Regions from separate parts of the Manis pentadactyla genome. Here region 2 is linked to region 1. A link is a contact called in public Hi-C data. All regions are on one chromosome and are shown on one strand. The core of a region is the stretch at or near the end of the contact, and the rest is flanking DNA. Distances in the headings are between cores, read along the strand shown.

Region 1 (3,134 bases), core at 189-2,688:
CGCAATCCGTGCTTTCTTCAGTGGATCGCCCTACCTGCCTATGGGTTCTTACCGTATGTGAGGGATGCCAACACCACCTTGAAGAATCTTATAGAGCTTGCTCTCATACAGCAACTGGGGATGCCTGGCCTTCTGAGATTCTAGCTTCACTGCCACTTCCTGCAGGAGATAAAGGGGATAATGGCATCAACATCTCTATGGATTCAGTGTCACTTGCGAAAGGAGGGGAGAGACATTAGCAAAGCTCCGACTTCGGGACAAGAAGGCAGAATGAGAGCCTGGGAAGAGAGAGAGCTCTTTGTAATAATAAAATGAGGCAACCAGCCTCAAAGGCCTCTTCAGGGGATAGTGACGAAATCTGGACATCCTCTTAAGTGCAGGGAAATGATTCATCCAGAAAACGTAATGAGATGTTAAGAAGGAACCAGGAGATCAAAGTGCCGCCAATTGGAACAAGAACCCCCCAAAAATCAAATATATAGAAAATATAGGGAACACAGAAATAGGATTTTGCCATTCTTACCTTAAACGACGGTTTTGAAAAAGTTCGATTAAGGTGCATTTTTAACAAGCCGGGTAACTTCACTGTTAAATCTTTCTACCGGCTTCTTTTCCTTTTAGGGAAAGAGCGCGAGGGAGGTTCCTGGGGCAGGAAATCTGGCTCCCTCTGGACTCCCCAGTGCGTGCGGGGGGAACAGGCCCGAGCAGTTTGGGGGTGTGGGGGGTGAAGACAAGCGCAGCGCGGTCAGGTACCCCACCCTGGGTGATTACCTCGCCGTTGGTGATGTTGATCGCCAGATAAATGTCCCCGAAGGAGCCGGACCCGATCTTCCGTACTAGTTTGTATTTCCCTCCGACGATGAATTCGGCCTTGGAGCCGCTGCTGCTCGCCATCCTGTGAGGCGAAGATGGAGGCTGGGGCCAAGCCCCGACACCTCTGTGAGGAGGACTGAGGCCCCTGGGGCTCGTCTACTGAGCAAGGTTGCGCAGGAGGGCGGCAGAAAACGGAAAACGCTGACTTGCTCGGCGTTACCGGCCCAGAATCGGCAAAGGGGAACCTAATCACCCCCGCTCAGTCAGGTTTCTTTTTGCTGGGCCGCAGTTTGTGAGGGGGTTCTCGCGGTTACCAAGTCGGAGCCACTTGCTTCTGGGCGGCCGCCGCGGCCTCGTTTCTGCGGCGACGTCACGGGCTGGAAAAGGGGTACGGTGAGTTAGGGCGACGATACCGCTGCTACCACTGCCGCCGGCTCCTGCCCGCAGGGACCCCTGTCACTCGGCCGACGCCGCCATCTTGTTACTCCGGCTCCAGCCAACACAAAATGCCCCCAGTCCCCGGGAGCCGCTTCTTCACGGCGCAGGGCACTCTGGGAAAGGGATCTCAGACTCTAGCCCCGGAGGGTCCGCAGCTAAAGGGAGGGCGGAACCGGATCCATGAGAGTCGAGGCCCACGCTTCGGGCGTGGCGCGTCACCGCCCAACTGCGCATGCGTACTGCAAACCTGCTGAGTGCGCAGGCGTGACGTGACCCTCCTCACCCACGCCCCGGCTTACTTCCACTTCTGGTCGTTGGCTGTTCTATTTGTGTTGTCTGTGTTTTGGTCACCTCGAATGCGCCGTTTTTATGAAAGGCTGTGTGTCCCCAGGTCTCCAGAACATGCTAGGAAGGGGTCACCTTGGAAGATGGGTGCTTCACGACTCCCTTTGAGTTGCTCTTTGAGGCGACTTAACCTTTGATCTTTCCTGGGACCACTCCCCCAGACCGGCCTATTCCAGCCCAATTTCTGTTTTGAGGGAGGTGTCACCTCTCGCGGAGAGAAAGAGAAAAGCAGCTCTGGGACGTCTGGGTTTTGTTCAGGGCTCCCGATTTTAACTGCTGGTTAATTAGTCTTAATAAATAAAATTCTGTGTTATACGGAATGTTGGAAAACACCTTTTTACAGGATGGGAAAAGAGCGAAAACAAATTACCCTGCCGCCCTATGTTTTTGTATCGTTGTCCTACTGATATAGTTGATCCCCAAGAAAAAAATCTTAACATCCCGATTCATAATTTTAGTGGCAGATATATACAGTCAACAGAAAACGAAATTTGCAACCGTGAGAAAACTCGCAAAAGTTGTTATACCCGTTCCCCCTCAAAAAATTCTGAAAAAGTCATGCCTTGTACTGAAAACAGTATTGACCAAAAAAGGCGGTGTAGAAATAACTAATAAAATAGACGTTTAAAACTACGCAGTAAAGTTTCTTAGTAAAAACCGGTCAAAGAATCAAATATGACCACATTTGAGTTTACAAAATTTTACCTGGGAAAACAGGGCGCAGTAGTAATGATGATCACAAAAGAACTCCATTGTCAATGCCGTCATCTGTGATACGAATCAAACCCTGATGATGGGTGAATCGAATCTCATCTGCAAAAATTTAAACAGAATTTCTATCATAAATAAAATAATTTCATTAAAATCTAAATGGTAAAAAAAAAAACGTAGACTTAACTGCAGCTTTGAAAGCCAATCAAGTAATTAGTAATGGGGGATCATCCTGGAAGATAACTAAAATTCTTCCATGTTACTCTTGTTTTCTGACTTAAATATTTATATTGATGAAGCTCTAAATGTCTTGAATTTGAAAACAGAGGGGAAGAGAGTTCCGCTAAAGTTTAGAATGAAGTTTTGAGGCACTACCAACACCCAGGCTGCCTGACTGCCAAACCAGCTCTGTTAGACATTAGACATTCTCCTTTGGTGACTCTTAGACATGTTTGGCCTGCTTAAAATTCTGTGCTGTTGGAATCTGATCTTAAAAAAAAAAAACAGCTAACATCTTGAAAGTGCTGATTTCTGCCACAGCCATCCAAAATTTTATAGGTTCCTCAGCTTGAGAAGTTCCCCATAAATGGGTGGGTTTTATACATTTAAAGGTATTTTTTGGTGTGGTGAGGATGCAATGCTGGATTGAGGGGAGAGGGGTTAGAGGTGTGCATTGAGTGGTCTAGATTAGGGGTTCCCAAAGGTCTTTGTATAGACAAGGGCAAGGCTAACAGTTTTCCATAGAGAGACTGGAAAAGTAAGAGCAGTGTAATGCATTTTTCTTTCATTTATCTAATTTCAAATTGTACTTTATTCTGAGATTTTAT
Region 2 (3,339 bases), core at 373-2,872, 150 kb before region 1:
TCAGAGACCTCCTTGGGCTCTCAACACCATATGCCTCTTGCATGACTGCAGACTTCCAGTTTGTACATGTAAATCTTTTATATGTCCGTCCCCCACTAAGCACTGACTCCGTGAGCTCAGGCATTGCATCAGTTTCCACACACTGTGTTATCCTCCGAGTCTGAGCCAATGATAGCTGGCACCACCCCAGCCATTCTGTAGCTCACAGTCTCAGCAGGGAGGACAGACAGTGACTAGGAAAACAAGCACCATTAGGGACAAGAGCAGTAGTGGGACAGTGCTACCTGCAGTCAGACATCAGGGCCCCCCCTTCAGCCTGTGGCAGGGCAGTGGTCCCACAAAGCCTTTCTGGGGAGCAGTCATGTCAGGTGAGGGCTGAAGGATAAGAGGGGGCAGATATGTGCAGACAGAGTCTAAAAGTATTAAGGGGGGAGGACGGTGTAAGAGGAGGTTTGCATTGGATGAAACATTTCACTGAAAGGAAAGTGTTGAGGCTGAAATAGAGTGTTGGTGGGGGGAGATGAAGTTGGGGATACAGGAAGGTCATGGCCAAGGATCCCTGCTGGACCCCACCACAGTCACGCTGCCCTCTTCCATGCCTCCCACCTGTGCTCGCCTCCATACTCTCCACACCTCACCCACCCACACCCATCCTCACCTCCCAGACCCTGGGAAGACTGTGGCTCAGGGGGAGAGGACCTGGGGGCCTGCAGGACCCAGACACTTCTGGAAGCTGGGGACAGAAGGACCAAGACTTGCATGGGGGGCCAGAGCTGGCCAGAAGGAAGAACTGTCAGAGGGAGTTCCATCTCCCCGCTGAATGCAGCCAGGCTCCTACCCACCCTGAGTCCCACACCCCGCCACCTGCATGCCCCATGCCTGATCTATCCAGGTGACCCAGCAAGTCTTGACCCTTGGGAACAAGTTTCAACATACCCCTCATGGCAGAAGGATTTCCTGGCACAAATCCACAACAGAGATTCAAGTCACTAAATTCTTCCTTTTTGGTCTTGATTCTGCTGCAGAAAAATGTCTCCCTTACAATATGCTTTCTCATCTGAACGTCTCACAAGGCATTCTTACACTCTGGCTCTCCACTCAGAGAAACCCAGAATATAATCACAGTCACCCTTCCTCACATTACAGATGGGAAACAGAGAAACAGAAGGACTTGCCCAAGGTCACACAGCCTGGATCTCAGGACCCAGGAACTCTTTGGAAAACCCCAGCAACCGAGTTTGCCAGGATCTCCCCAGATGCCTTCGGCAGTTTGAAAGGACTTCAGTGTAGACGGGCTGAGCCCAGTTCAGAAGTCTGAGCTACTGGCCATGGCTGCAGGCTCTGAGACCAGTCTGTTTCTTTCTCATCCTGAGTATTTGCCTCTGCAGATTCCAAGCCAAACAGAGGCAGCCATTAATCAATAGGAAAGAAGTAACGAAACACTCATGTCCTAAGAAGGGGTGGGGGTGGGGTGGGGAAGTGCCACGTACCAGGCTGTGTGGCCAGTCCATCCTGCAAGCCCAGCCCTCGGCCGACAGCTGCCACCCGCCTGAAAGCCCAGAGGCCTCCGCCAAGAGAATGGCAGCAACAGGATGGAGCGAAGCAATTATAGCTCATCAGGGGGCTGCTGGGGGGTTGGGGGGGTGGACTCATCATCAGCTGGGAGCCTTGGGCCCCCAGCTGGCTGGGTCTGGCACAGTGGCAGGCTGTGAGGGGCGTGGGGGCAGGCCAGGAGCTGGGCCGAGGTGCCCAGCGGCTGTTGACTGAGGGACAATGCCCTGTGTGTCTGGCGGGGCTCTGGAGGGTGGCCCCTCTGCCTGCGGCCTGCGGCCGGTTGCCCAGCCAGCACCCACAGGGCCAGCTGAGACAATCAGCTTCGTCTGCTTTGGGGACAGCTGGGGGGTGAGGGCGGAGGAGGGATGGGCAGTCCATTGGTCAGGAGAGCAAATGTTCTCGGAGTGTGCTCACCAGGAGTGGGACATAGGCCGCATCTCCCGGGAAAACAGCCTCAGGCACTCTGGCCTCAGCCAGCCCCAGGTGGGCTCAGCTGCCCTCCATAGCCAGAGTCCCACCCCCTTGATCCACAGGCAGGGAAACTGAGGCCAGAGCAGGGAAGGGACTTGTCCAGGATCACAGAGTGAGTTAGAGGGGACAGTGCTGGGGTTTGTACCTGGTCCCTGAGCAGGCTTTATCCACCATCCCAGGCTGTTTTTCTTGTGATATTTTTGTGCAGTTCTGGCCCCCTGTGAACAAGTTTCTGAATCCTTAATCTCACAGCAGCCACGTGGAGGACCCTTGAGGGCTGCATGGCCGGGTGTTCTGGCCCTCCTGCCACAGCACTCCACCTCATCGAAGGGCTCCACCCCAGGGGCCTGCTTGGGACTTTGAGTTTCTCTCAGCCTCAGGTTCCTTCTCTGTAAAGTGTGAGTCCTGCCTAGGCATTGACAGTGCCCTGGCTCATTTCTTCCTGATATCTTTCTGAGTCTCAGCTCCCACATCTCTAGAATGGGGATAACCATGTCATCCACCTCCTGGGGCTGTTATAAGGGGTAAAGGAAATAGCCCTTGTTGAATAGCTGACACAGTGCCTGACACATAATAAGTGCTCAAGAAACACTTGGCTGTTTGTTTACTATGAAAATTATTGTTATAAAATAATTTACCTGCTCTGATTAGCATTAGGGCTAGCATGGCTCCCATTGCTCAGCGAGCTCTCTCTCCTGACCCTTGGGCCTCCCCTCCGGGCTGAGAGAGCTCTGGACTTCATAGGCTCTGGTTACAACTTTATGGGCTCAAGTGACCCCATCTACAGGTTCTGGAATCACATGCTGAGTTGACCAGTGCTGCTGTTGAGGTCTCTCACCTCAAGTGAAGGGCCCAGCCTAATGTGAGCTGTGAGTAAGCAGGTCCCCCACCCCCGGAGGCAGGGGAGGGGGTGGGAGGGAGTGTGAAGAGAACAGGGGAGGGACGCTGCACAGGCATCCAGGATGGCACTGTCTTTCGGAGGCCACTCTTGGCCATTTACAGGAATCAGCAGAGGGAAAGAACACGGGGTGCAAGGCACTCCTGCATGTCACAAGATTAATCTGTCCAGGGCAGGTTTCCACGGCATAACTGAGAAACTGGCTGAGGCTTGAGCTCATGGAGAGATACCACCATATTTGGTCAAATACTAGACAGGGCTCTATTCTATCACTGGAAGCTCCAGAGGGAGGCGAACTCTGAAAATACCTCCTCAGGCAACAAGGGCCCCTGCTCCCATCCCAGGCTATGCCAGCCCCGCTGCCACTGTCCTCAAAACAAGCGAGGTAGCCAGTGTGAGGGGCAAAGGATGGGGAC

The links. A called contact is a pair of places that touch in the nucleus more often than the background predicts.
Region 2: a Hi-C map of fibroblasts shows a contact between it and region 1, with 3 times the contacts expected there. The contact joins the promoter of IL17B here to the promoter of CSNK1A1 in region 1. A contact is called at or near these places in 2 of 3 Hi-C or Micro-C datasets (fibroblasts and skin fibroblasts).

Annotation. Positions count from the first base shown.
Region 1 is chr2:23,745,385-23,748,518 of mManPen7.hap1, reverse strand. CSNK1A1 (casein kinase 1 alpha 1) reads right to left here and starts at 1,438. Exons shown (of 11, transcript XM_036881562.2): 1 at 772-1,438; 2 at 53-159. The coding sequence starts at 894.
Region 2 is chr2:23,900,322-23,903,660 of mManPen7.hap1, reverse strand. IL17B (interleukin 17B) reads right to left here and starts at 1,622. Exons shown (of 3, transcript XM_036881560.2): 1 at 1,491-1,622. The coding sequence starts at 1,511.